Regions from separate parts of the Mus musculus genome. Here all the other regions are linked to region 1. A link is a contact called in public Hi-C and HiChIP or PLAC-seq data. All regions are on one chromosome and are shown on one strand. The core of a region is the stretch at or near the end of the contact, and the rest is flanking DNA. Distances in the headings are between cores, read along the strand shown.

Region 1 (7,006 bases), core at 2,296-4,795:
ATTTGAACTCAGGACCTTTGGAAGAGCAGTCAGTGCTCTTAACCGCTGAGCCCCAATTTTTTTTTTTTTTAGAGCTGAAAGTGGACTGAGTAACATGTATACACCTGGCCACTGATCTCAGAACTGGAAACTACTGTTTACAGTAGTGTTCTCCACTCTAACAACTCTAAAGCTGTAAACTATCTATATATCCTTCCATAGGTTTTAAATAAGTGTTCTACTTTAACTGTTGCTGTAATAAAAACAACAACGAAAGCAACTTAGAGGAGAGAGGAATTCATTTCAGCATATAATTATGTTATAGCCCATCACTGTGGGAAAGTTGAGGCAGGACTTCAAACAACAGTCACATAGCATCCACAGTCAAAGAGCAGAGAGATGCACACATGCTCACTTGCTTGTGCTCAGTTTGATTTCTCCTCTCTCCTACAGCTCAAGGATCTCCAGCCTAAGGAATGGTACCACCTACAGTGGGCTGGGCCTTCTCATATCAATTAGCCAATTGTCTTACTTGTGGGCACAGACATACTCACAGGCCAACATTCCTAGGAAATGTTGACATGCCCACAGGCCAATCATTGCCTAGGGAATGGTTCTGCTTATATCAATTAGCTTAACTAAGATAATCCTCCAAAAAAAAACCATGTCCACAAGCCAACCCAATTCCTCAACAATTCTTGTTAATTGATGTGGGGGAACCCAGTTCACTATGGGCAGTGTCATTCCCTAGGCATTGAGTCCTGAACTATAAAAGAATGGAGAAATCCAAGCTGAACATGAGAAAGCAAACAAGACAGCAAATATGTATGCATTTCTCTCTGCTCTTGACTGTGGATGTGATGCGACCAATTCTCTGAAGTTCCTGCTGCTGACTTTCCCACCACGATGGACTGTAACCTGGAATTGTAAACGGAAATAAACTCCTTTATCCTTTGTCGTTTGTTTGTTTTCTGGATATTTTATTACAGCCAAATGAGTCTGAAAAGGACACCACGTGTTAAAATGGGGGAAGAAAGTGCGGAAGAAGCTAAGGTGGGAGTAGCAGGGGAAGGCGTTTTGAGGTGGAGGCAATTCCAGGAAGCCTTGCACTGGTCTAAATTGTATAGAGCGGTCTGTGTGCACGTGCACACATACTCATTCCTCAACCCCTCCATCCCGTTCTCCTTCCCTTCCTTCTCCCCCTCTCTCTGCTTCTCTCTTTCTTAATTGTACTGATGTTAGTACATTGGATTGGACATTGAAGATGTCAGCATCAGGCAACCCTAGTGAGATTTGCAAGGAGTTCTCTTTCTTTACAATTTCTTCTTGATCTATATTTCTAAAATGAAAAATGTGTGGCCTCCTCCTGGGGGAGGCTAGCATGTCAGACTGAGAGGAGGGGAGCCTCATCTCAGCTTGGGCTGCAGGTAGGGTTGAGCATCGTCCTGATCAGTTTTATCTGGAGTATGACTGAGGGTTTGAGTCCCTCACCTGACTCTCAGCGCATACTTCTCAGTTGCCACACTTTCCAGTCTGTAAAAGATCAGGATGCTACATCAAGTCGCTGGACCCCAGGGCCTCTAGAGTAGGTAGCAGCACTGGAGAGGGGATCCAGCTGTGCCTGGCAACTGCTGAGTGTATTGGTCGTGGCCCATCATCAGGATTGGTTCCTAGGGAGAAAAACTTCAGGGGACAGAAAGCTTTTCAACAGAATGGCCCACCATCTCAGGACTACCATCTGGCTTTGACTGATAGGATACACAGTCTTGCAGCTGCTGTGGGAACCTGCAGCTCTAAAGAACGGCTTAGAAAATGTTGAGATTAAGTAGAAAGACCGAGAAGCCAGCTTCCTCTAGGATCATTAAAAACCCATCAACACACATTTCACACACTTTAGAACCACATTCAGCTTTGAGGAAACTACATCCTTGTTTGTTTTAAATTAGGAAAGACAACTCCGGGAGCAAGGTTAGAAGGTCTTGTTTTGCTGGGCTAAGCCTCATTCCCCATCAAGACTGCCTTGGAATAGAGTTGGGTAGTCAGCCAGAAAATGTGGTAGAATCATCGAACCCTGGGGAGGACTGCAGGTTCGCCTGGTCTCTCATTTTACTGTTGGTCCCAGCCAACACCTTAATCTAAAGGCTGTTTGTTAGAATCCTTGCATTTCACCATCTGTCTACATACCAGTTGTCAAGACAAGATTTACACAACTAGGGGCTCCAATAAAATGAAGAGTCTGTCCTCCGGCAAACTCAAAACATTACTAATAAAGGCAGGCCACACTCTGGGATCCAGTGGGCATTTCCCAATGGCGCCTGACTCCCAGCAACTGCTGGCTGATGAGAGAAATGTAGGGAAAGACGTGAGTCCAAGAGGGGGCAGCACATTTCCATGCCCATATTTCATTTGAGACAGGCACTGCTTTTACCAAGAGTATGGTTTCCTGAGGACGTCAAATGTAATTTGAGCCATTCCATCTCTGGACCCGAAATAAAAAAAAAAAAAAAAAAAACAAATCAGAAGTGCAAGGGAATAAGAGTGTCTCAAAAGAATGCTCTTTTCTTTTCTTTTTTTTTTTTTTCCTTCCTCCTTTTGGAAGGCTGATAGTATGAATCACTGTCCGAAAGTATTTATCAAAGAAGCTTTCAATTAGGACAGGTGACAGGAATCCTTTGTTTCCCTTTATCGAATACAAGTTGGAAAACTTGAAATGTGCCAAATGTGTCTAACTAAAAATAAATAAAGCGCTTTGGTGTCTGACTAAAAATAAGAGCATCGTGAGGAAAGAGTAAGCCCATAGGGACCAGCTGTGACAATGACAGGTGCCTGTGGCTGGGGTGACTTCAGATGTGCGGCTGAGATGGAGGACAGAGCAGCCACCATTCCTTCCAGGCTGACCTTTTGGGGTTCAGAGGCATCAACCAGTGTGTGTGTGTGTGTGTGTGTGTGTGTGTGTGTGTGTTCAGTGGCATCCACAACCAGTGTGTGTGTTGGTTATTTCAGTGTTTCCATAGTAGCAAAAGCACCATGGGGGTTGGCGACTGCAGTCTCCATCAAGGCCTGGTCCTTTAAAAAGGATGGTATGAGGCCCTGTGATGGTTAATTCTGTCTAAATCTGCAATTCGATGGTCTCCACTGGGTCCTAGGCTTAGGGACAGCAGGTGGTAGCCTGGGCTCCTCCCCAAGGGGCTGAAGGACAAACAAGGTCTGAGAGAACCTAAGCCACAAGTGGGCACCTCCGTGCATGGCACTCAAGTTATTTGTGGCGAAGGGGCTCAGAGGCAGGAAAGCCTGTGTTTTTTTTTAATAGGGCTGAGCAGGAAGTCAGCTTCCATCTGGAATTCCTACCAACACCAGTTGCCACCCGTGTTCCCCTGGGAGAGCTGTTTACAAGCAGAGTCGAGCAAGTGCGCATTCCAGGCCCCAGCAGAAAGCAGCCAAAACCAAAACCCGGAACGCAGGGAAACTTGGGCTTACCGGTCACCACCACGCAGCGGGACTGCGAATCCATGAGACCCGGCTGCGCTAGGCTGGTCCAGCCGAGATCCAGGATGGAAAAGACCACGTGGGGAGTGTGGAAAGGCCACGCCCCTCGGGAGCAGAACTGGCGGCCTTTGGACACTCGAGGGTCATAGCGCCGCCAGAACTAATATGGACTCAGCTTAGTTGGTTCCGTAGGATACATGACATCATGGTGCTCGACCCTATAGCAACCAACTGTCCCAAGACTGTGGGGTTACTAGGACCCACCACTGAAATCGCTCAAGCTAGGACCGCGCGGGTCACCCTCTCTGTTTTTTGCACCTATCTTCTTGATTACCTTGATTTTTTTTTCCTTTTTCCTTTTTTTTTTTTTTTCTCGGTAGAACCCCCTGCTGCCTGGAGTATTGCCCTGTGTTTGGAAAGTGTGACTTGGCTTATGATTGTTCTTGAATTCTGCAAAGCGTTTAAACAAGCAACCAAACTCGCAGCAAACACTCACTGGAAGCTGACTGTAGGCGGTGCTTGCAAGCACCTGCTGCCTAGACCCAGTGGGTCCACCGTCAAATTTCTGTTTTCTTGTTCTGCGGAGTGGGGCTCACCCCCGCCCGCTTAGACGGAGCATACTGCCTCCCACGCATGTCCCCAGCTGCATCTGCCTGGAGCGACAGGGTCTCACCAGCTGGCTGATGTCTGCTGGCTTCAGACTGGCTCATCCTGTCTGCGAAGTGCTTCCTACTGCGTTCCCTGGCAAAAAAATGCCATCCGATGTCACCCACGGTCTTGGCATTTCTCTGAGTTAGTTGAGCTCTTAAAATCTGTCAGAGAAACAATGACGGGAAACCTTACTTTTGGGACAGTTCACCTATTGATGCAGCCTGCTGGCTTTTCAAAAATACTTAAGTTTTGTTTTTGTTTTTTTGTTTGTTGTTGATATATATATATATATATATATATATATATAAAACAACAACAACTCTCTCTCTCTTATGAGAGAGAGAGAGAGAGAGAGAGAGAGAGAGAGAGAGAGAGAGAGAGAGAGAGAGAGAGAGAGAGAGAAATAAAACTCGGGGCTGGAGAGATGGCTCAGCGGTTAAGAGCACTGACTGCTCTTCCAAAGATCCTGAGTTCAAATCCCAGCAACCACATGGTGGCTCAAAACCATCTGTAATGAGATCTGAAGCCCTCTTCTGGAGTGTCTGAAGACAGCTATAGTGTACTTATACGTAATAATAAATAAATAAATCTTTAGAGAGAGAGAGAGAGAGAGAGAAATAAAACATACTTCTCTCTCCCCATCCGGGTGAGGCAGGGAAGCAGCCACGGGTGATCTGATGAGCCCCAGTAGTTGTTAACTACTTAATTGGCCGCGTGAGACATTCCCTTTAATTGGCCCTGGAGGTGGGGTCCTGGCTTCTTTTGTTTTGAGAAAGCCAGCTCTATCCCTCCCTGCCACCCACGCATCCACCCCGCCCCCCAGGCTGAGACCCGACTAGATTCTAGAGGAACTCAGGGGCTTTGTACTGGACCTGGTTGCAGGTGGGGTGGGAAAGAGGGGGTGTCTTGGTCCTAGTTTCTCACATTCCTGTGGGCATTTGTAGACATTTGTCCAACACCCTATCCTGAGCTGTCCCTCCCTGCTTGGTGGCCTTTTCACATTTCTGTTAGGAGGGATTTGCTCCTTCCCTGCCACAGTTAAAGCAGATGACAGACGCAATGTCCCTGTTTGCAAAGGTGGTGGCTGGTGGTGCTGAGGCTTACCAGTGCTCAGGAGGCAGAGGCAGGCAGATCTTTGAGAGTTCGAGGCCAGCCCTTGTCTACAGAGAAAGTTCCAGGGTAGTCAGGGCTACACAGAGAAACCCTGTCTCAAAAAAGATGAACAAATGCCACAATATCATGCGACCCTGTTTACGAATGTTTACTACTATGCTGAGAGAAAGCAGTCCCTTAAGGGCAGTTACCAGTTGTGTCAGTTGTGAACAATACCACTCTATACTCTCTTGACAATGGAGCTATAATCTCTTGCAGCTGTTATTATTATTATCATTATTATTATCATTTAGAACAGGTTGTGTGTGGCACAAGCTAGCCCCGAACACTTGGGCTTTTGCGATACTTCTGTTCCACCTCTCACAGACAATCTGGGATCATGGGTATGTGCTGCCCTGCCGGGAGGGTGTTATTTTTTATTTGGTTGTTCCGTTTGCTTGTATTTGGATTTGACTCAGGTCGTTTTTATTTCCTGGCATGCATCGAGGATTTTCGACTTTCCCATTCATTTTTCTTCTGCCCTAATCTTTTCTCTAACTTTGTAATGAAGTTTTTAAAAAGTCTCTAACCGATATAAAATGTTTTTTGTTAGTCACAACGATGCATCAACTACTGCATTCGTCCTGACCTGCAAACAAACAAACAACAGAAAGCCCACCCTCTTTCCCTAAGAAAACGGCTCAGAGAGGCATGGATTTTCTGGTCTGGGATCTGCTCTTTTCATTTCTTTCTTCCACTGTAAAAGCAAATGTTCTCGAACAATTGCTGATGTCAAACCCTGCCTTTAGGCTGATGAAATACAGTAAGCCTGAGAATTTGTAAGGCATCGAGGGGAGAGGTTTGATTTAACAGAAAGTCAGGCAATCTTCCTTACAAGATATTCCCCAGAGGGGAATGTTTGCAATTATATTCGACTCGAGGGCAAGGTGTGACCCTCTCACTGAACCGGAAAGCAGCCATGTGTTCCCACTGGGGACCTCTGAGATGACAATATCCCCAGACTTCAAATATTTCACATTTTATACCAAACACGAAATTTTGTGGGATTGGTTTTAAATTCCTTCCTGTTGAGTGGTGACTTCCTGCTTAAGCAAGAGAAAGGATCACACGGGCTGTTTATTGTCTTGGAGGCAAACAGCTTTTGGTAAGGCACAGACAGCTGGAGAGTTGACATCAATGAAATTTCATCAAACTGATCAAATTCCTGCAGGGGGAGGAAAACGAAATCAATCATCAAGAAGCAGCGATTGTTTGAAGAAGAATGTTAACGCAGCCCTCCCCCCAGCCCTCCCTACGTCAGCCATGTCTGCTCTCCAACTCTCCGCTTATGGCTACTGTCAATCACACGACCCATAGCTAAATTGCTTCTTGTCAAAGCACTAACTGATTCTCCAAAAAAAGGTCACCTCATATTTGAGAGTCATCTCTCCTACTCCCTTGTACCCCAAGGGTGGGCAGCTATAAAGTTTCTATAAAGGGCTGGGCAGGAAGTACTTCTAGCTTTGTGTAGCACATGGCCTCTGGTGCAGTGGGCCATGTGGAGTAGATGCTATGGAAATCAGCTCTGGCCCCGCTGCCATGATTATGGATGCTGAATTTAAAATTTCCTATAATATTGACATGTCGTGAAATAGTCTTCTTTTGCTATTTTTTTTTAAACTATTGACAAATAGTATAGAGACTATTTTGGGGTCTTGGGCTGTACAAAAGTAAATGGTTGGATGAAGGGGGGCTATGGGTTGTACTATGTGAAATCTGCTAGAATTCAATATTTCTC
Region 2 (6,588 bases), core at 2,613-5,112, 500 kb before region 1:
TGAGATCGGATGCCCTCTTCTGGTGTGTCTGAAGACAGCAATAATGTACTTACATTTAAAATAAACAAGCAAATAAAAAACAAGTAAACAAATCTAAAAAACAGAACAAAAACAAACAAAAAATCCCAGTCACCCTCTGCTTCATTGTCCAGCTCTGCTGGCTTCCCAGGTTCCCGATGAGCACACACTGGTGCCACATCACCATGGCCTCCTGTGGCCTCTTTCTTTGTTATTTTTCACTGCTTTATCCTTAGCTACAAAGAGGGAGACTGGCACCTGAGGTCCCAACCACCATTAATTGGATAAATTAATAGAAGCCATCCAACCAATAGCAACCTGTGAGCTGCTTTTCATTTTCACAGAGCGGGAAACAGGGCGAGGAAGGGGTTAATGAGCTTAATCTTGAAGAAATCTTATACTCTGAGATAGAGTGAGAGTCAGAATTCAGCCCCAAATAGGAAGGCTACAAGAATGCTGAGCTTAACTACACAGCTAATCCTGTCTGCCTTCTTTTCAAAAGAAATGTCTCCTTAGTGTTTTGGAATCGTTCACAAATGGTTGGAGCTGGCAGCTAAGAGTCTCCATCGCAGAACAAAGTCAGTGTTTCTAGGGTAAAGCTGGAGTAAATGACAACATCTTCAAGGCCTTTCTCAGGCCCCTTGCAGGTCTTCTAACATCCCCTGCCACTAGGATACAGAAAAAAAAAGCCAATAAATAAATAAATAAATAAATAAATAAAAATACAAGCTAGAATAATACACCATGAAGGGTCTGAAAACACCCTCGGGTTCCATGAGAGCAGGCTATCTCTGGGCTAGCCCTTAGAAAAAGCAGTTATCACTGGACCTGTGCAAAGTTAAAGGTTTAAGAGAGGACGCATGGCCCAGCAGTGAGCTGCTCACATGAGCCTGGATGGAACTCTGTTTTGGCCACTTATAGACTGATGGCTCACCCTCGTCTTTACCATCTGTAAAACAGGGCTCATGTTAGTATCCACCTTCTGAGATTGGTGTGCGGACTAAGAGTGAACACATGGACTAGGCCTGATGCCTCCCAAGGCTGTTAGCAGTGCAACGTTTCTACAGAAAGTCAGCTTAGCCAGTCTTTATATTTTCAGTCCTCCAGACTGAGCATCTAAGAAACTTGGGGTGGGGGGAGGGGAATGGTAAAGGCTTGGGGTTGAAACAATATTTTCTCCTTCATATAATTCGGAACACTGTTTATGATTGGGGAGAAATGTTTCAGAATGGAATCTGAAATGCAGTTGCTTTAAGATAGCTGGGCAAAGAGTTACAATACAGGTAAGATTGCAGCTGGTAACATTTAGCAAAGGCAAAAACCTAAACAAATTGAGACTGAAGAAGAAATCCAGGTCCTTCACACTGTCCTGCTCTTGTTTCCAGGGGGGAAAAGCCAACTCTGAAACAGAGAGATCCCAGGGTGGGGAGCCAAGGGTGGGGTCCTATTGCAAGTCAGGTGTGACCTCAGGTACGACTTCATTAGTGGTCTGGAGTCCTTGTGGAAGGGCTGGACAGTGATTCTATACATACTTCCAATTCCTAGTCTTTCCTCCATTTGGGGAACTCTGCTTCTCTGTCTCAGATTTGCTCCTGAAGATTTTATTAGTGGGAAAAGGTTAGGCTGTTATAAGAACCTTAAAGCCAGAGCTTCTTCAAGGTCCATGATCTCCCACCCACTCTCCAGCTCTTTGGCTACCAAAATCCTAGCCCATCGCTGGGGAACCAGAAAAAAAAAAAAAAAAAAAAAAAAAAAGAGATGCTGACTACCAGCTGCTGGTCACATCACCCCAGTCATCCACTCCACACATTTTAGAAAATGACATCACAACATCTCCAACCTTCAGCTCCTAGCTGCAAACTCTTCTCTTCAAATATTTCTTGAAGTTGTGCTCATCTTACTCCAGACCAACTTCCTGAGAGCCCCTCATCGTGTGATTTGGGAGTAATTCCAATTCTGGCTGGGAGTGAGCTAGGTTGGGAGCCAAACACTAGGGCCAAACTGAGCGTCCAGAGAATAAATCAGCCACAGGTATCCGCACACATCGTCAGAGGGTTAGAGCTCAGCTGCTCTGACATAAGAACCGTTTATATTAGTCTGTAGTTGTAATAACATCTCACCACAGGGTCCTGCTTTCTCCTGGTTTTTACACAACCCAGAGATCTGCCCTCAGCTCGTACTGTGAGCAAAACAACTCTGACCCTTTTTCTGTATGACAGTTACTTAGTCCTCTCGCGGGAAGAAACAAAAACCAGAAAAATAAGACATCTGCTCGAGGAGCTACAAGCAGCTGTCTCCAGCTGGGAAATCATTCTGGCAAACAAAAACAAAACAAAACAAAACAAAACAAAAAGGTGCTTGGAGCCCTCTTTAAGCATGGTGAGCCTCCTGGGGAGGACTTGGCAGTGCCTTGCAACCTCTCAATGTGTTGCCTATCCAGGTCTGAAGTCTGGGCTGAGTTTTGGATTTCAGGCTACAAGCTCTACAAAAGCGCAGGAAAAAGAAAAAGAAAAGAAGAGAGGAGAGGAGAGGAGAGGAGAGGAGAGGAGAGGAGAGGAGAGGAGAGGAGAGGAGAGAACAAAAACAGAACTAACAGGATCGTTGATCAGGATGTGCCTAGACACGTCTGGATCTAAAGGTAATCCAACTAACAGGATGATGGGCACTAGGCTAGCCACCGGGACCTGTCACATGGCGTCAGTCCTCCGATTTAAGGATCATTGCACCAACCCCTTATTCTTAGACTAGCTATATGCCAGAATCCCGTCGCTTCATAAATAGCAAAGCTGCTGGCAGCGTACGCTTCCCTGGGTGGGGCTGAACCAGCTGGGTGTCCCGGGAACCCCTGCTGCTCGCCTACTGGGTGCACAGGGGTGCGTGTACAGGCTATTAGGGAAGGGGCGCGGTCCCTGCCCACGGACCTGCCGCTCCTCCGCCTGCATCCCGTACTCCTCGCGCATCCGCAGCAGCTCATCCTCCAGCCTCGCGCGCAGCTGCTCCAACTCCAGCGCCTGGTTCCGCAGCGCGTCTGCCTCCTGCGCGCACAGCCGCGCCTCGTCCTCCGCCTGGAGCCGGCTCTCTTGGCCGCGGCGCAGCGCCTGCTCCAGCTCGCGCACCTCGTCCTCGTACAGCTGCACGCTCTCCCTCCACGACTCGGCCACCAGCAGGGCGTAGCTGTCGTGCACGTCCCGCAGGCGCGGCGGGGGCGCGGCGGGGCTGGTGGCGCGGGCTCGGAAGTGCATGGTGAGGCTGGCAGCGCGGGCTCGTAGATCTCGCACTTGGCGTTCGTGGGCAGCGTCCAAGTCGCGGCGCTCAGTTTCCAGCCGGCCCAGCAGCGCCTCGAGGGCGGCGCGCGCGCCCAGAGCCTCCTCTAGCTCCCGCCGTTGCGCTCCCAGCTCGGCATCCAGGCGGCTGCGGGCAGTGCCGGCTTCCACACCCTCCCGCTGCAGCTCCAGCAGTTCCCTCCGCAGCGCGTCGCGCTCGCCCTCGGCCAGGGCTGTGGACCAGTTCAGTTCATCTAGCTGCTGTCGTAGGCTGCGCGCCTCCTCGGCGTAGAGTGCCTGATCCTCAGCCCAGCGGTCCTCCCGGCTCAGCCGGCTGCGCAACTCCTCCTCCAGTAGCAGGTTCTCGCGCTCCAGCTCTCGCACCCGGCACACGTAGTCGTAAAGCCGGGCGTTGAGCTCCTGCAGCTCCGCCTTTTCAGAGCCCGTCTGCAGCCGCCAGGACAGCATCTTGCTGGGTGTGCCGGACCCTTTCGATTAGCCGCTTGCCTCCTGCCCTGATCTTGTCCCCTCCGCCCCGCCGCGCCGCGCCCGCCGCGCCGCTGCCTCGGAGGCCCTTGGACTGGCGCACCGACTGGCGAGCTTCCCCACTTAGTGGCCCGGTCGCGCGGCTGTGGACTTGGGCCATCGCCTCCAGCCAATCAGGACGCGGCCCGCGCGGCCACTGCGGCCGGACAGCGCCCCCTGCCGGACAGATCGGGCCATGGCGAGGCTGCCCAGCACTGGCCCCCCTGGTGGCCCAGGGTAATCCCACGTGGGTTGTCGGATTACTGCGTGCTGGCTATCTGGGACACCTTATGAGGCTCCCCGTTGCTACTCCTAGGGCGCAACTAAGGCACCCCTGAGTCCCAGCTTTCTTTAATGAAAAATAGTTGCCATTAAATGAGAGATCCTTTTCGTAGAGGAAGCTTCTAATTGGTTGCTCTGGAGATGAGGGGCAGGAGGTGTATTCTTTAAACTAGAGTTATAGTTCAACAATAAAGAGCTTGCCAGATAAAGAATATGCCAGGCCTGGATATCAATATCCACCACCACAAAACAACTTTGCGCATGTATATTGCACATCCGTATATACACATATACCTGTTATGTTTTTTAAACTAAGACCATTTCAGTAATTTTGCTTTTATTTTTTATGTGTGTGAGTGTTTTGCCTGCATGTATTTGTACCACGACGGTGCACACAGACGCCAGAAGAGGGCGTCAAATCCCCGTGAAACTGGAGTTAAAGGCAGTTGTTAGCCAAAATGTGGGTACTGAGAATTGAAACCACATGCTCTGCTGCCAGTGCCCCTAACCACTGAGTCATGTCTTCAGCCCTACATATACATTTTTAACTTCTGGCATGAATGCATCTCCATTTGCCAATATTATATGTTTAGGTAAGATTTCCTTTCCACGCAGAGTGGGAAACGCTGTTACCTTCTTACTTGCACAAACCACCTTCATGGGACTTTATGCTTTGCAATATTAGCATCATTCTGGTGGAGAAAGAACCTAGAAAGACTTTGAAGTGCTCTGAGCACAGAACATTCTAGACACCTACCATCTCTCCAGACTTTTGCAACTGCCTTATACACACCCCCATTATGACAGCCTGGGAGGGGGGCCGCTGTCTCTTCTTTCAGCAGTGTGCCCTTAAAGCACTTAGTTTAATTGCCATAGAAACCACAGCTCTCTCAGTTTGTGCATACTTGCATCTCATTGCATTACACGACAGTTACAAAGGATGGTAGCCAGAGTCAGTAGCATTACAGAGCGCAGGAATAGGCACAGGTGGCCCTAAGTAGGGGGGTGGGGGGTATTCAGCACCAAGGCATTGGCCTGGGAGCCCTGGACTCTGTTCTTCCGTTCTCCCATCCACAGGGGCACATCAACACTTTGGTCCTTGGTGATCATCACTCAACCTTCTAGATTACTCATCCTGAGCGCCCTGGCCTTGACCACCCCACAACAGCCGACCCTCACAGGGCAGCTACAGAGTCACCTGGACTCAGCTGGAACCGTTAACTCTCATCATATTGAATGTCCAGACTTCCAGTTCTGTCTAGAGGTAGGGAGCCATCACACATCATTGGCCCCAATTAAGAGGTTGCTTTGCTCTGACTCCTTGGGTTTTTCTTGCTTCCCCCCACCCCCACCCCGAGTGTTGAATTGTAAAACTCAAAACTTCTCCTCACTTCTGCTGTAAACCCATCTCTCAGGAGATGACTGCTCTGGGGGCATAGCTTAGCAGAAGAAAGACAAAGTCAAAAACTTGTGCTACTGCTTACTATTGCAAAACAATATCCCACTGATCAGACTTAATCCTCAGAACTGAGATTCGGAGACATGGGCTAGTGTCCTTAAATATATGACTGTGAAGTGTGGGAAGAAGTGAGCATATTAGAGGTGACCAGGGGAGCCAACCTGAGCAGGCAAAGGCTGCACATTCAAAAAGAAGAGCCTAACCAAGTGGGAGGGAGGAGAGGGCTATTTGCGAAGGATGTGGGGGTGGAGAAGCACCAGTGACCTAGGGAGTAGCAAACCAAGAGCCTTTGTGCCCAAGTGCTAGCGGAGCCTGGAGTTCTGAGATACGGCCTCTGGACAGAGGAGAGCTGCAGAATATACCCTAGAAGGGAGAAGGTGAGCCCAACCTCTCTTTCCTGCTGCTCTCCTGCCAGGGTCTCCCACTGCAGAAGCCTGGCAGTGGTGTATGGGATAGGTCTCCTGCTGTGTGAGGCTGCCAGTTGTTACATGTGAACCATGGGGTCAACACAGCTACTGTGGAAAATAAGTATACAAGCTTATAATTCACAATACAACAAGAGGGAGATAAATACTCAAAATGTAACATGTCCTAATCACTCAACTGCATTTTCTTATCTGTTCTTGAAATTCTACATAGTTAATGTTCATGAATGTCATGTCAGGGTGTTGAATATTTGCACTATAGAAATCAGCCAGTGATTTGTTATCTTTGGCTGGGACCTTGCTTTGTGGATTGTCTAGCCTTAGTCTTCCCTTTGGTGTGCATCTGTTAAGACGATGGGTTAGCCAGGTGGTGGCTGCAACAGTGCACACCTTTAGTCCCAACACTGGGTAGGCAGAGGCAGGTAGATCTCTGAGTTCCAGCCTGGTCTAGAGACTGAGTTCCAGGACAGCCAGGGCTACACAGTGAAACCCTGTCTCAAAAAAACAATCAAACAACAACAACAACAACAAAAGACTACAGGTTAAACTTAGCAGTGTGTTATGATGTATCTATTGGACTGGGAATAGGGTAACACCTTTTTCAGTATCTCAGAAC
Region 3 (6,129 bases), core at 3,047-5,546, 260 kb before region 1:
GTAATCTGCAAATGCCTTGGGCTAGTTCCTCTACTTCCAGGATCTGTTCTAAGAAAGTGCTCTTGGATATCTGGAATATTGTTTATAATGTGAAAAATTAGAGATGACTAATTAACAGTAGAGAATCAGAACAAGGGACTAGTACGTATTAATAATTTAAAACAAGTTTCTCTGGGCTAGAGAGGTGGCTTAGCGGTTAAGAGCACTGACTGTTCTTCCAGAGGTCCTGAGTTCAGTTCCTAGCAACCACATGGTGCCTCACGACCATCTGTAATGGAATCCGATGCCTTCTTCTGGTGTGTCTGAAGACAGTGACAGTGTACTCACATATATGAATTAAATAAATCTTAAGACAGCCAAAATCAAAACACTCTAATAAAACAAGTTTCCCCTTTTAAATTAAAAAGAGAGAGAGGAAAATAAGTGCGCCTGTGTGTGTGCGTGCGCTTGTGTGTACGTGTCTGTGTGCGTGTATGAGTGAGCGAGCACGGGCGCGCGCACATGCATGTGGGGAGGATCGTGCTGGGGTTGTCTCACTCACAGTGGGTTCCAGGGATCTGATGGAAGTGAGGACTGCTAATCAGCTTCCTTTTCCTGCTGAGCCACCCCACAGGCACCTGGCTTTTCTTTTTTAAAAATCCTTTGGAAAAACATTAGATTGGTTAAATGTTTGTATTAGTTAAGTGAAACAAGTCTTTGCATGGGTATGCTCGTGCCTGATTTTATTATTTGCAGAGAAAGGACAGTTGGCGCAGGTAGATGAAGGCTGTTTATCTGTGACTGTTGCGATCGCTGTTGATTTTTACTGCTGCTGCTGTTACCTCACTTGTATAGGAAACGTCTTACTCTGTTAAGAACGTGGCACATTATGTTACTTTTGCGAACCCGCGCCCCTTTCAGTTTTCTTCAGCTATTTCTTTTATTTGCGTTTTTCGAGCCTCCCGGTTACAGGTCCAATTGGTCTATATTAAATGGTGTCTGCTCCCTGGGTCGCAGTGATTCTTCTTGAGTAGACTTCGTTGCTTGATGTCCTTTTTGCCAGACACAGAAACTGTAGGACCTGGGCTGCGGATTTTTTTGTGTAGTGTTGTGACTGAGGACCTTGGCGACACTGGGCTCGTTCGGGTTGTAGCATGAACTCTGCACACAACCCTTTGTGACCTCGGACTGAAACCTTCAGTTTGGATGGTTCATGTAGCAGTTTCTCCCACAGGTCAGTGAGTATGTCGTACGGCATCTGGGCCAGCGTAGGCAGCTGAGTGACAGTAACCAGGTAGCTGTGCGGGTGTGCACTCTGCCCTGAAAAACAGTCATCATCTTTTATAATGATACAGGTTCTATCAGAAAGTCATCTTAAGAATGATCTCTGTTTAACCATATGCCCCGCTTTGCCCTCTTGTCTCCCTTCAGTCTGTGGGCCCGGCATTGACATCCGCAACGACTATCAGCAGCTGAAGCGCCTGGAAAACTGCACGGTGATCGAGGGCTTCCTCCACATCCTGCTCATCTCCAAGGCCGAGGACTACCGAAGCTACCGCTTCCCCAAGCTCACCGTCATCACTGAGTACTTGCTGCTCTTCCGAGTCGCTGGCCTCGAGAGCCTGGGAGACCTCTTCCCCAACCTCACAGTCATCCGTGGCTGGAAACTCTTCTACAACTACGCACTGGTCATCTTCGAGATGACCAATCTCAAGGATATTGGGCTTTATAATCTGAGGAACATTACTCGGGGGGCCATCAGGATTGAGAAGAACGCCGACCTCTGTTACCTCTCCACCATAGACTGGTCTCTCATCTTGGATGCGGTGTCCAATAACTACATTGTGGGGAACAAGCCCCCGAAGGAATGTGGGGACCTGTGTCCAGGGACATTGGAGGAGAAGCCCATGTGTGAGAAGACCACCATCAACAATGAGTACAACTACCGCTGCTGGACCACAAATCGCTGCCAGAAAAGTAAGAGTGGGCAGCCGGGGGACTTCCACTTTCTGCTCCGTGCTTTCTTCCTCTTCCTCTCCCTCCTCCTCTCCTTTGTCTTTGGTGGGGCAGGACGAAGTTCTCTCACATCTCCACACTGCCTAGTGGAAGTGTTTCCTGGGGATGGGGAGGGATGGGTCTTATCTAGCTTTTCTGTGAATCGGGATCTCTCAGAGTACAGGACCGGAGCCTGGATGGAGGCTGCTGTGGCTGCTGTCAAGTCTGGTTAGAAATAATTTGCTGCATCTGGAGGCTACAAGTTTACTAACCGTCAACTGCTCTGATGAGATAGGGGACTTGGTGTGCTTTGTAAGTCTCTGATTCTCGACAAACAGGCACTTCTTACAGCTCAGTGCCTGTGTCCTTTGTGTAAAGGGATTTATAGTATCACCACCCACCACCACCACCACCACCACCACCACCACCACCATCATTTTGTAGAGCAAGATTCCTTCTCACAAATAAAGGAAACGTGTTAACACCCGTGTCCTGAGAAGGTGATCCTTGGCTCTCAGGACCCTGATGCTGCAGGAAATCGGGTTTAATATGAAACACGTGATAGATCAGATGCCTGCTTGCCAGCTTCCACGAGTCCTAGGTCCATTCTCTACTTAAGGCAGCTCTATAGGAGGGAATGTTTCTGAGCCCTTGGGTTTTCATTCCTTTCTCGTACACCTGTTGTGGCAGTCTTGTGCAGACACTTAGTGAAGAGAACTTGGAAAGCATGCAGTGACCCCAGGGTCTCATAGTGGTGTTTAAAGCTTGTTTGTTTACCTGTAATATGCATATGTTCTTTGTAGAATGCCTAAACTCATACCTGATGTGACATAGGACATGAAAATCAACTTTTGGCTAAAATGTAGCTATGGCTCAGGGCATTGGCTGTATTGAATTCAGTAATTGAGCAATATTTAGACGTAGTTGCCAGCAAGGTTCCCCTCACTGGTTTCCCTCAGCACGTTAGCTGTTATTTTATGGCTAGACCAGTTAAAGACTCAATGAGTCCATATACCTGACTAGTTATGAAGATTGCCCCATAAATCCCGCACAGAACCCCCAGATGGATAAATTTGTCTAAATTCTGAAGTGTGTATAATCAACAAATGGAAGACCAGCCCTCATGGGTAGCTATTATTTCATCATGCCTGGAGTTGGGGCCAGAGTAGGTCACACACCTTGATGTTTTCTGTCATTTGATTTGTGTCTGTCTGTGGAATGTGTAGGGGTAAGGTGTATGCATTTGTATGTGTGGGTGTGTATAAGAGATATTAGTAGGGCCAGTATTCTAATGGCTAGTACTTTGAATAGCTGAGTGAAATATACTTTTCTGATTGATTAAAAAACAATTCCCTATGCTTGGCTTAATTAATGGTTTGAAAAAAAAAAACCCTGTAATTCTTTTTGTTGGTTTTGAGCTAGGGTCTCAGTCTGTAGTTGGGGCTAGCCTGGACATGTAGCTCAGGCTACCCTTGAGTTCATGGCACATCTCCTGCCTTAGCTTCCCAAGTCCTGGGATTATAGGAATGAGTTCTTGTCCATTGTCATAAAATTTTGTTTTTATTTATTTTTAAATTATTTATTTATCTAATATGTTTGAGTACTTTGTCTGCATGTATGACTGCTCACCACGTATGAGTGTAGTGTCCCTGGAAAGACCAGAGTTACAGTCAATTTGTGAGCCCTGAAGATGCTGGAAATCAAATCTGGGTCCTCTGGGAGAGCAGCCAGTACTCTTAAGGACTGAGCTACTTCTCCAGTCCCCAACATTTTGTTTTTAAAGTAGCCTTGGCATTTGAAAAAAAATTATCTTAAAAAGCATCATCAGATTTGGATACAGAAACAAGAGTGTGTGACGACTGGACTGGCCAGCTTGCCTGAGCTGTGGTCGAGCTGGTACTACGGCAGCCACACCACTCTGTCATGGTGGCCAAACTAAGTATGGACAGGAAAGTGTTTCGGAAGCGTAGAAGCTCTGCATGAAAGGGATGTGCGGTTTGCAGCATCATTAGCTAACACCTGTCAGCGACCCCACAGATGCTCTGCTCTCACTGTGGCTTTTCAGCAGCTTCTGAAGAAGTCAGGGGCAGAGATAAGGCCTGTATTCTGGGTCAGAGTCAAGGGCCAGTAGCCAGGAACTACCAAGCAATTTAAATGTGTAGGGTTTAGTTTGTTCATCTTCATAATGGCATGGATCCTGTCTTCCTCATAGAGTCCATGGAAGGTTAAATTAGAACAAAGAAAACAGCCGGCCTGAGGCCAGAGTGCCTGTTGGCTAGAACTGGTCTTCCCAAGGCCGTGTTCTGCAGCCTTTTCCTTGGCCGCTGTACCAGTCCTGATGACGTGTTCTGTGGTTTCACAATGGAGTGCTTAAAATCGCTGACTCCATTCAAGAATACTGTCTTCTTACCTTGTCCTGAAAACTTAGTCATGGTCACAGCTTCCTGTAGCCTTTCTAATTCAGCTAGAATGCTTTCCCTCTTCGTAGACTCCTATTCTAGTCTATGCTGTCATGTGTGTAGTGGCACCAGTCACACGTGCCTGAGTGGAGCACTTGACCCTTGTGGCCTGCCCCAAGAAAGCCCTGCTTTGAGCGAAGGGTTTCCAGGATGTAGTCTGGGAAGAATCTTTGAAATATTGCCTACATGATTAAAAAAAAAATGGATTCCATGCTCTGATGAATATACTCGAAAAGGTAAAACGTGCTATTTATTAAAATCAGTTCATTTGCTTCTCTTTACTCGGGATGAGGCCACTAGAATGTTTACAACACAGATGGCTGGCATTCTCTTTCCTTTGGAGAGCGGGGCCTTAGTGGCTCTCCCTAGACAACTGGCTTCTGTCGTGCTGTGTTCAGCCAGAGCCCTCCGTCATCCTTCAAGGATCCAGGGCAAGGGCATCGAGCCCTCACAGAATGCCCACTTCAGAGTTCACATACGCCATTCAAAATGAATATTTGAGGAATCCCAGTAAACTATTTACTGCTGGCTGGTGGCAGAGGATTGGGAATATCAGCATCTGGAGAGAAATCCCAGTGAAGAATACGAGTGAAGTCAATGCTGTAAAGGAGACCACTTGATCAGTTTACCCCATAATGTATCTTCATTCTTCCCGGGTCGTATCTACTGGCAGTGTGGAGGCAGCCCACTAACGAGGGGCCACTCTACCTGTTACAACCTCTGTATTTCTTTGTTTTTGTGATTTTTATGCAGGCCTGAGTTGTTCCGAAAGAGTGAGGGCCCCCCCCCCCCGAAAGGAATTGTGTTGGGGAATTAATACGGGAATAACTGTCAGTGCCCTCATGTTTGATGGTCGGTCCTTGCCTCCTGTCTTGTTTGAAATGGCTTCTGTGTCTCCTCCTTCGCCTGTAGTGGCTGCTCTGTTGGCCTTTTCTCCATCTAGGCTTTCATTGTCTCTGGCCTTAATCCATCTGGGCTGCTACAGCAGAATGTCACAAGCTGGATGGCTTATGAACAATGGATTCACTTCTCTTAGTTCTGGAGACCAGAGACCCAAGGAAAGGGGCTGACAGGTTCTCTGTCTGATGAGGACCTGCTTTCTGGGTTCAGAGCCCTCCACCACCATCTTTCATGTGGAAAGGGGTAAGGCATTTTCTGGTGTCTCTTTCACAAGGGCACTATTCCACTTGTGAGGGCTCCAGCCTCCTGAGGTAAGGACAAAGCCTCACCTTTTAGCACCATGTGCTCAGGGACTAGATCTCGGGATAGGAGTTCTGGAAGACATAATCATTCAGACCAAGACATGGCCACAGACAGGCTCTCCCCCTTCTTCCTACTTCATTATATTTACTGGTTCCTTAGCATCCTCTTGTCTTTATCTGACTTTCAAATACCATCTCAAGTCCAGGCCTCTTGCTGAGCCTTTTTTTTCCCCCTTTGTGTGGCTCTGGCTGTCTCATAACTGGACTTGTAGACCAGTCTGGCCTCAAACTCAGAGATTCTTCTGCCTCTGCCTCCCTAGTGCTGGGGATCAAGGGTGTGTACCACCACTCCCTGACTTCTATTTGAGCTTTCAACTACAGGTGAAGACCACCCCCATGGAATGTCTCCTTGCTTCTATGGTTTCTCTACATAACTCTCCTCCCCGTGGCGGGGGTTGGGGGGGAGGGGGTCAATGCTCTTGTTCTCCTAGCTA
Region 4 (6,508 bases), core at 241-2,740, 480 kb before region 1:
TGCATATGTATCAAAAGATGGCCTAGTCGGCCATCACTGCAAAGAGAGGCCCATTGGACACGCAAACTTTATATGCCCCAGTACAGGGGAATGCCAGGGTCAAAAAGGGTGAGTGGGTGGGTAGGGGAGTGGGAGTGGGTGGGTATGGGGGACTTTTGGTATAGCATTGGAAATGTAAATGAGCTAAATACCTAATAAAAAATTAAAAAAAAAAAGAACATAAAAAAAAAAGCAAGTGAAAGGTAATGTTATAGACTCCTAATAAAATTCATCTAAATAGAATCTATTGTGTAGTCAGGTCAGGACTAAGTGATTCATTGTGTGCAGTTAGCTTTCTCACTACTGTGTTAAGATACCCAGCTAAAGCAACAGAGGGGAGGGGAGATGTATTTCAATTCACACTTTAAGGGGTACAGGCATCAGGCAGCCATCCATCAGTTCTAGACACCAGACTGGAGTGGTGGAAACCTGAAGCATGAGTTCCTTACAGCCCTGTAGGTCAAGAAGCTGTGTGCTATACCTCTATAGCTCTGCCCAGATGTAGCTCTGCCCAGATGTAGCTCTGCCCAGATGGTACTTGGTCCTATGCCAACTAGACCTCTGGCTGTAAAAGTTCCAGAGCCAACGTAAGTTGCACCACTGTCTGAGGACTGAGTCATACAAGGAGGGTGGGACAGGGGTCCACATTTTACATTCAAACCATAACACACAGCGATTCTCATGGTGTGTTATATACAATGATCCAGTGTTTCATGGAACCAGTCATCAAAGGTCCCCATGGCAGATATGTTTAGCTAAAGCACATGTTTGACACTCCAAGGAGTCAAACTTCAAGTTTGTGCTTGCCAACAATCTAGTATTATGTATATTGGTCCCATTTTTAAAGATGAAAGAAAAAGAAAAAGAGGAAGGGAGGGAGGGAGGAGGGAGGGAGGGAGGATATCAAAACCATGCATTGTGGCACACACCTATAATTCTAGCAATGAGTGGGCGGTAGGGGAGGGTCTGGTGGAGGCAAGACTATCAGGAACTCAGGAACAGCCCAGGACACATGAGATCTTGTCTGAAAATAAAAGTTGGGGGAGAGAGAAGGGAGAAGAAATCAGCACACACAGTATCTCACAGAAACACACGAGACTGCCTGACACTTTCTTTGTTTTAATCAACTGCTTTGGTTGCAAAGATCGCAGCTCACAAGCACGACCCATTGCAATTCCCAGGAATTCCGACTTAGTTGGTATGCGGGTGTAGCCTTGGCATCAGACTTTTACAAGCTCCCTGAGACGTTATAATGTGAAGCAAAGCCTAAGAATTATTGGCATAAATAACTTTGGTCTGAAGGCCACTTTTGGCAAATAACCCCCGAAAGCTGTTTTTGCAATTCTCTCTCAGGCCACTAGATGGCGGATTGTCCACACGATAGCATTTCAATACCAGGTGTTTTCCAATAACTGTTCCGTGGGCAAGCAGGAAGCTAGGAGAGAGAGCAGAGCAGATTCCAGAGCAAGTATTCTGCAGGCTTGGCCTCACCGCGTTGGCTGGCATCAAGTTCTGAGGGGCCCACAAAGGTGAAAGGAAAGGTACAAACCCATCGGATTGTTTTAACCCTGGCTTTTTCTGCGGTCAAAGCGAGACGGTTCCTTTCTTCTTCCTGGCCTACATCTTTTTCTTGGGTGTAAATTACAGCAAGGCGTTCTTTATGGAAAGGCCGCACCCTTTATTCGGAGTGAGGCTTTTTGGAAACCTTTTAATTAAAAGTAGCTAGTTCGCCTTGTTGCAAATAGGCAAGAGGCACTATGTATTTATCGCTGACTTTGGCTCATCCGGGAATCAAACTCGGGGCCTCTTGCAAGCTAAGTGAATCGCTCTACCACCGAGCAACACGCCCAGCCTCAGAAGAGCAATATTTAAACCCTATTTATAGATTCAGATTAGTGTGGGAGTAAATGGGGCGGGTAGGAGAAAATTGTGAAATCAAGAAGATTTCTGTCACCCTAACACACAAGAGTGTGATTTTTCCGGAAAACAAGCACCTCTGGGCTTAATTTTTCTCCCTTTGATCTGAAAATAAACACCAGCCTCCACACTTCTTGGTCGTGCACTGTTGGTTCATTAAAGAGCCATCTGCTGATTCCCTGTAAGAACTCAACATGCAACGATTATGGGCAAAGTCCAGAGAAACAACTTCAAGACAATTTTTGTATAAAAATTAGCTCTAAAACGAAGCGTAATCACTCTATCGGTGTTTCTGCCATTTGGATTTTTTTTCCCCATCGAAATTTATAACATATTCATTTTGGCAGATTGTGTAACTTCTGTATTCTGAAGTCAGAGCACTCCTGACTGATGTAGGCTCCATCTCCAAGCCGGAGAGCAACAAGCAGGACACGAGACAATCTTCATGGCTGTCTGTTCACTGGTTAGCCTGAACCTTAAGGCCTGGTGGACCTTTCTACCAAAATCCAATTAGACAGGATTCTCCAGAGAAAACAGAACCAGTAGAATGTGAATAATTAATTGATTGCAAGGATTGGATAATGGATTTATGGAAGCTGAGGAGTCCACAAGGCCGTAAGCAAATTGGAGACTCAAGCCGGCTGCTGGTGCGGGTTCCGTCAGGAAAACCAGCAAGGCTAAGCTTCAGCCTAGCTCCAATCAGTGGGTGATGGCTGGGTGGTGAGTTAGCTCCCTCTTGCTCAGGTCAAGTCACCAATGCACTGGTTGGCAACCCAATAGCATTGTCCCAATGTCTGCCACAGAATTCTAGTTCCCTGGGATGTTAATAAAGGCAAGTTGCTACCAAAAGTCCCAGTGTCAAATAAGTCTGGAATTTCCTGGGTGAGACTGTTAAACAAAAGCCTTTTCCCGTAGGACTTTCTCAGAGCCTCGAGGTCACACAAAAGAGGGTGATGCTTTGCAAAGCTTTCCAAACTTACCATGTTGCTCAGTGTTTCGATGCTGCAATAAAATAATTGAAAGAAAGACTTAAGGAAGGGAGAATTCTCTCTGGCTACTGGACCCAGTTTTAACTCACAGTTGGATGGTTCTGTTGTTTGGGGGCCCATCACAAAGCAGGGAACAGTAGAAGACAGTGGATCTCCTTGTAGTATTCAGGAAGCAGAGAGTAACACAGAAAGCCACTCTCAGAAGGTATGTCCCCAACACCCCACTTCCTCCAGCAGGACCATTTTCTGCAGTCTACCATTTCCTTATGAGTTATTAAAACTCCGAGTCTATGCACAGATGAAACCACCCAGTAGGTCACAGCCCTTAGGCTCTGCTTGTCTCTGAGCCCTTTGCAAACACACCCAGGAGTGAGAGCTACAAATCTCATAGGTGCATATCAGTCTAATCAAGTTGACCAGACTAACCATCACACTCATGTGACACAATTCCTTGTTCAACTTTCAGCGCCCCTTCTCCAGATACTGGCCTTGTGGCTTTATCAAGAACTTCTGAGCAGAGAATGTCTTTAGCCTGATTTTGTACCTAGCCCCCAGCTTGGGAATGTAAAATGCACGGAGTCAAGTGATGTTTGAAGGTCAGTTAAAAGCAATGGCAAACCACAGATGAAAACGCAACAGAAAGACGGTGAGGCTATAAAATCAAGTGTGAGCAAGACTAGCTGGAGTCTGTCTACCACAGCACATTCGGCCACTGCCTCTGAGGTCCAAACGATGCCAAATGGACTTTGGGGACCTCAGACTGGAACCTGGGCTTTCACCATGCTAGATGCTCCAGTGAGCAGAAGAGAGACTCATTTCTCCTAAGAGACAGGGTGAATGCTGTGCCTGCCGTGTCCTGTCCCTTGCTCCTCCACCATGCAGGTGCAGGTGCTTTCAAGGCTCCCGTTGGCTATGGTACTTCTGTCTGCTTCACCAGCTCTGAGAGCAGCCCACAGGCCCTCTAGAGTTGAAGTCTGTGAGTGCTAATGCTAATCAGCAACTTGACAGACTTTAGAAGCTCCTGAAAGACCAGCGGGTGAGAATGCCCGAGGGGATTGTCTTGATTACATCAGCTGTAGAAAGACCACTCCTTGGGTATGCATCCCAGACTGTACAGAAAGGAGAGAGTGGAGTCAGGGAGATAGCTCAGTGGTTAAAGCGCTTCCCACACACGTGTGCAGATCTGAGTCCGGATCCCTAGAAAGCTTTGTAAATACCTGGCCTGCCTGTAATCCCAGCCTTAGAAGGTGGATGCAAAAGATGCTCAGAGCAACCTGCCTACCGAGAGGAGCCTTATCTGGGAGCTGTTGATTTGACTGAGAGCCCTGCCTCAATGGATAAGAAGATGATTCCCTGGCATCAGGGTCTACATGTACAGGTCTCCACACCTGTACATGTAGACCCACACATAAGCAAGCACACAAAATACGTGCACACACATGCAACTGGAAGACCTAAGCACCATCATCCATCACTCCCTTCTGATTCCAGACTCCAGATGCATTGTGAACAGCTGCATCAAGCTCCTGAAGTCAGGACTACCTCACCACAGAGGACCAATACCCTCAACCAGTGAGCAGAAGTAGCCCTTTGACCTTCAGGCTGAATGTTTATCCCAGCAACAGAAAAAAAAAAAAAAATGAGCTAAGACAGAGTTTCTCTCTCTCTCTCTCTCTCTCTCTCCCTCTCCCTCTCCCTCTCCCTCTCCCTCTCCCTCTTCCTCTCCCCCCCACCCCCTTCTTATCTGTAACCCTAGGTAGTTCTCTGGGATGGAGTTTGCAGTGGCAATGTTTAAATGGTCTGCGGTGGTGACTTGACAATACCTTAGCGTCTTACTGCCCCTGTGCCCTTCCTTAGCACCCTGTCAGTGGCTTCAGAGATTACACAAACTACTAGGATCAGGGGCTCTGGCTCTGGGATGACTAAGGCCCCATTAGTTTCTTCTGTGGACTCTCCTATCTTGACTCCATCCCAGATGTGCTGAGTCTGGGAAAACCCTCTACATCTTTTCTCTGAGGTCTCAAACAGGAAACTACAGTTCTTTAGTAACTTCTCTTTGTGTCTCTTTCATTCACTCATTTGAACTTAGGGGAGATTGTGAGGTGTCCTGCTATTCTGCCAGGTACCATGTTTGTAGGTGTGCATGTGTACATGTGTACATGTGTGTGTGTGTGTGTACATGTCTCTCAGGTGAATGAGCTAGGCTTGGAACTTGCCTCCATGAAGTTTCCAGTCTATTAGGGGAGACACACACAGCACATCACCACCACGTGGAACAACTTGTGAGAATATTCTGTGTTCTCAGGTTGCACTCAGCCCCCCCCCAGTCTCCAAGTACCTGCTCTGCCAGTGAGCTTCCCTCCTCAAGGAGGCTCTGTAATGGAAACTGGTAAGTAGCCCCAGGGGCTGTGAAGAACAGCAGGAGGGGTTCTCCAGTCAGAGGAGTGAGAGCCACCTCCACCCCAACTGAATTCTGTGAGGAGGGAAAAAGAACTAGATGGATGTGGAGGTAGAGCAAGGAAGAGAGACTCAGCCAGTGGGGAAGAAAGAGAGATGCAGGCAACCCAAACAGCCTAGGCAAAGGCTTGGCAGACAGATGGAGAAATTGCTCTTTCAATGCCAGAATCTGATAGGTTGTGGAAAGAGAGGTGAGGAGACAGGCCCTCCTCCTAACCCACAGAAATGTGGTCCTTAAGTAGAGATGCATGGATCCCTAAGGAGCACCCATGTCCCGGGCAGGTCAGCCCTCCACCACCTTTCCTGGATGTTTCGACAACTCTGCTGTCGTTTGATAGGACCCCAGCCTCTGAAGTTCAGTTAGATCACAAGGCTTACTTTGGGCAGACATGCTAAGCTGCCCTCCCCAGGAAAGGGTACAACACTAACAACACTAACGGTGAGAGCTGCCCTCTTCTCCTCTCTGCCACAGCAATGGTCACGAGGGTGCAATTCTGTCAGGAGCACCAGGATGACCCTAGCTAGCTCTCGGTCATCTCGTGACATAAGGCAGATAGATATAAAAGCCTGCTGTTTGCATCCATTGGGAGTTGAGGGGTTCTGTTGTACTGCGGTCCAGCCCATTCCGCAGAATAAACCTATTAAAGCTGCTTCAGGAAAGCCACACAGAAGCAGGACTGCTGCCTGGTTAGCTACACTCCCTGCAGGGCCCCACACTCCCTGCTGGGACCCACGGAGTTCCTTTGACTCCTAGCCTCTGTCACTTCCTACAGAGGTGCTGGGTCTCACTCCTGCTTTTTTTTCATCGAGAAAAATAGCAATGACTGTATTCACTGTGAAAATTACATAGGTTAATTCATGGAAGAAGCTTGGAAAGTTGCCAGGCACGGAGTAAGTGCTCAATAAATATTAGCTTTATTATTAATATTTCTCCGAAAACAAACAACAGTTGGGTGCCGCAGGTGGCCTGGATCCCTCCTTAGGAAACATATTATCCAGAGAAAAGTCCCCCTGCATCTGCCTTGGGGGAGAAGGGTATTGTGTCAAGGGACGCAAGCTCAAACGTACTGACTGGAGGCACCGGGGAGCCACATTAACGTGAGCAG

The links. A called contact is a pair of places that touch in the nucleus more often than the background predicts. HiChIP or PLAC-seq counts read pairs in DNA pulled down with a chosen protein or histone mark.
Region 2: an H3K27ac HiChIP or PLAC-seq map of the NIH/3T3 cell line shows a contact between it and region 1, with 5 times the contacts expected there. The contact joins the promoter of Synm here to the promoter of Pgpep1l in region 1. A contact is called at or near these places in 9 of 39 promoter capture datasets (the HPC-7 cell line, cranial neural crest, hematopoietic stem and progenitor cells and 5 more), 9 of 115 datasets of contacts at active chromatin or transcription factors (the NIH/3T3 cell line, craniofacial prominence, embryonic basal ganglia and 5 more) and 4 of 9 other capture datasets (adipose tissue, liver, macrophages and 1 more).
Region 3: a Hi-C map of myocytes shows a contact between it and region 1, with 1.8 times the contacts expected there. The contact joins the enhancer-like site here to the promoter of Pgpep1l in region 1. A contact is called at or near these places in 2 of 39 promoter capture datasets (hippocampal neurons and neutrophils), 1 of 484 Hi-C or Micro-C datasets (myocytes), 1 of 115 datasets of contacts at active chromatin or transcription factors (bone marrow-derived macrophages) and 3 of 9 other capture datasets (adipose tissue, liver and pancreatic islet).
Region 4: a contact with region 1 is called in an H3K4me3 HiChIP or PLAC-seq map of craniofacial prominence, with 4 times the contacts expected there. The contact joins the enhancer-like site here to the promoter of Pgpep1l in region 1. A contact is called at or near these places in 20 of 39 promoter capture datasets (the 3T3-L1 cell line, 3T3-L1-derived adipocytes, the C10 cell line and 15 more), 1 of 15 datasets of contacts at CTCF or cohesin (the NIH/3T3 cell line), 1 of 484 Hi-C or Micro-C datasets (ECoMG myeloid progenitors), 11 of 115 datasets of contacts at active chromatin or transcription factors (T-cell acute lymphoblastic leukemia, craniofacial prominence, embryonic basal ganglia and 6 more) and 5 of 9 other capture datasets (adipose tissue, embryonic stem cells, liver and 2 more).

The regions. Positions count from the first base shown.
Region 1 is chr7:68,260,688-68,267,693 of GRCm38.p6, forward strand. Pgpep1l (pyroglutamyl-peptidase I-like) reads right to left here and starts at 3,546. Exons shown (of 4, transcript NM_030101.1): 1 at 3,457-3,546. It overlaps Gm16157 (predicted gene 16157), which reads right to left. Exons shown (of 4, transcript NR_040340.1): 4 at 5,652-6,433.
Region 2 is chr7:67,755,880-67,762,467 of GRCm38.p6, forward strand. Synm (synemin, intermediate filament protein) reads right to left here and starts at 3,863. Exons shown (of 5, transcript NM_207663.3): 1 at 2,940-3,863. The coding sequence starts at 3,749.
Region 3 is chr7:68,002,400-68,008,528 of GRCm38.p6, forward strand. Igf1r (insulin-like growth factor I receptor) reads left to right here. Exons shown (of 21, transcript NM_010513.2): 2 at 1,411-1,956. Among named protein-coding and RNA genes, the nearest start is that of Igf1r, 53 kb to the left of the region's middle. Within about 2 kb of position 4,297, at least 29 of the 459 cell types and tissues checked have an H3K27ac peak or open chromatin away from gene starts, as enhancers often do. A contact at or near this core is called in myocytes, where this site is marked.
Region 4 is chr7:67,787,486-67,793,993 of GRCm38.p6, forward strand. The region is part of intron 1 of 4833412C05Rik (RIKEN cDNA 4833412C05 gene); the gene reads right to left. Among named protein-coding and RNA genes, the nearest start is that of Gm34350, 12 kb to the right of the region's middle. Within about 2 kb of position 1,491, at least 30 of the 459 cell types and tissues checked have an H3K27ac peak or open chromatin away from gene starts, as enhancers often do. A contact at or near this core is called in craniofacial prominence, where this site is marked.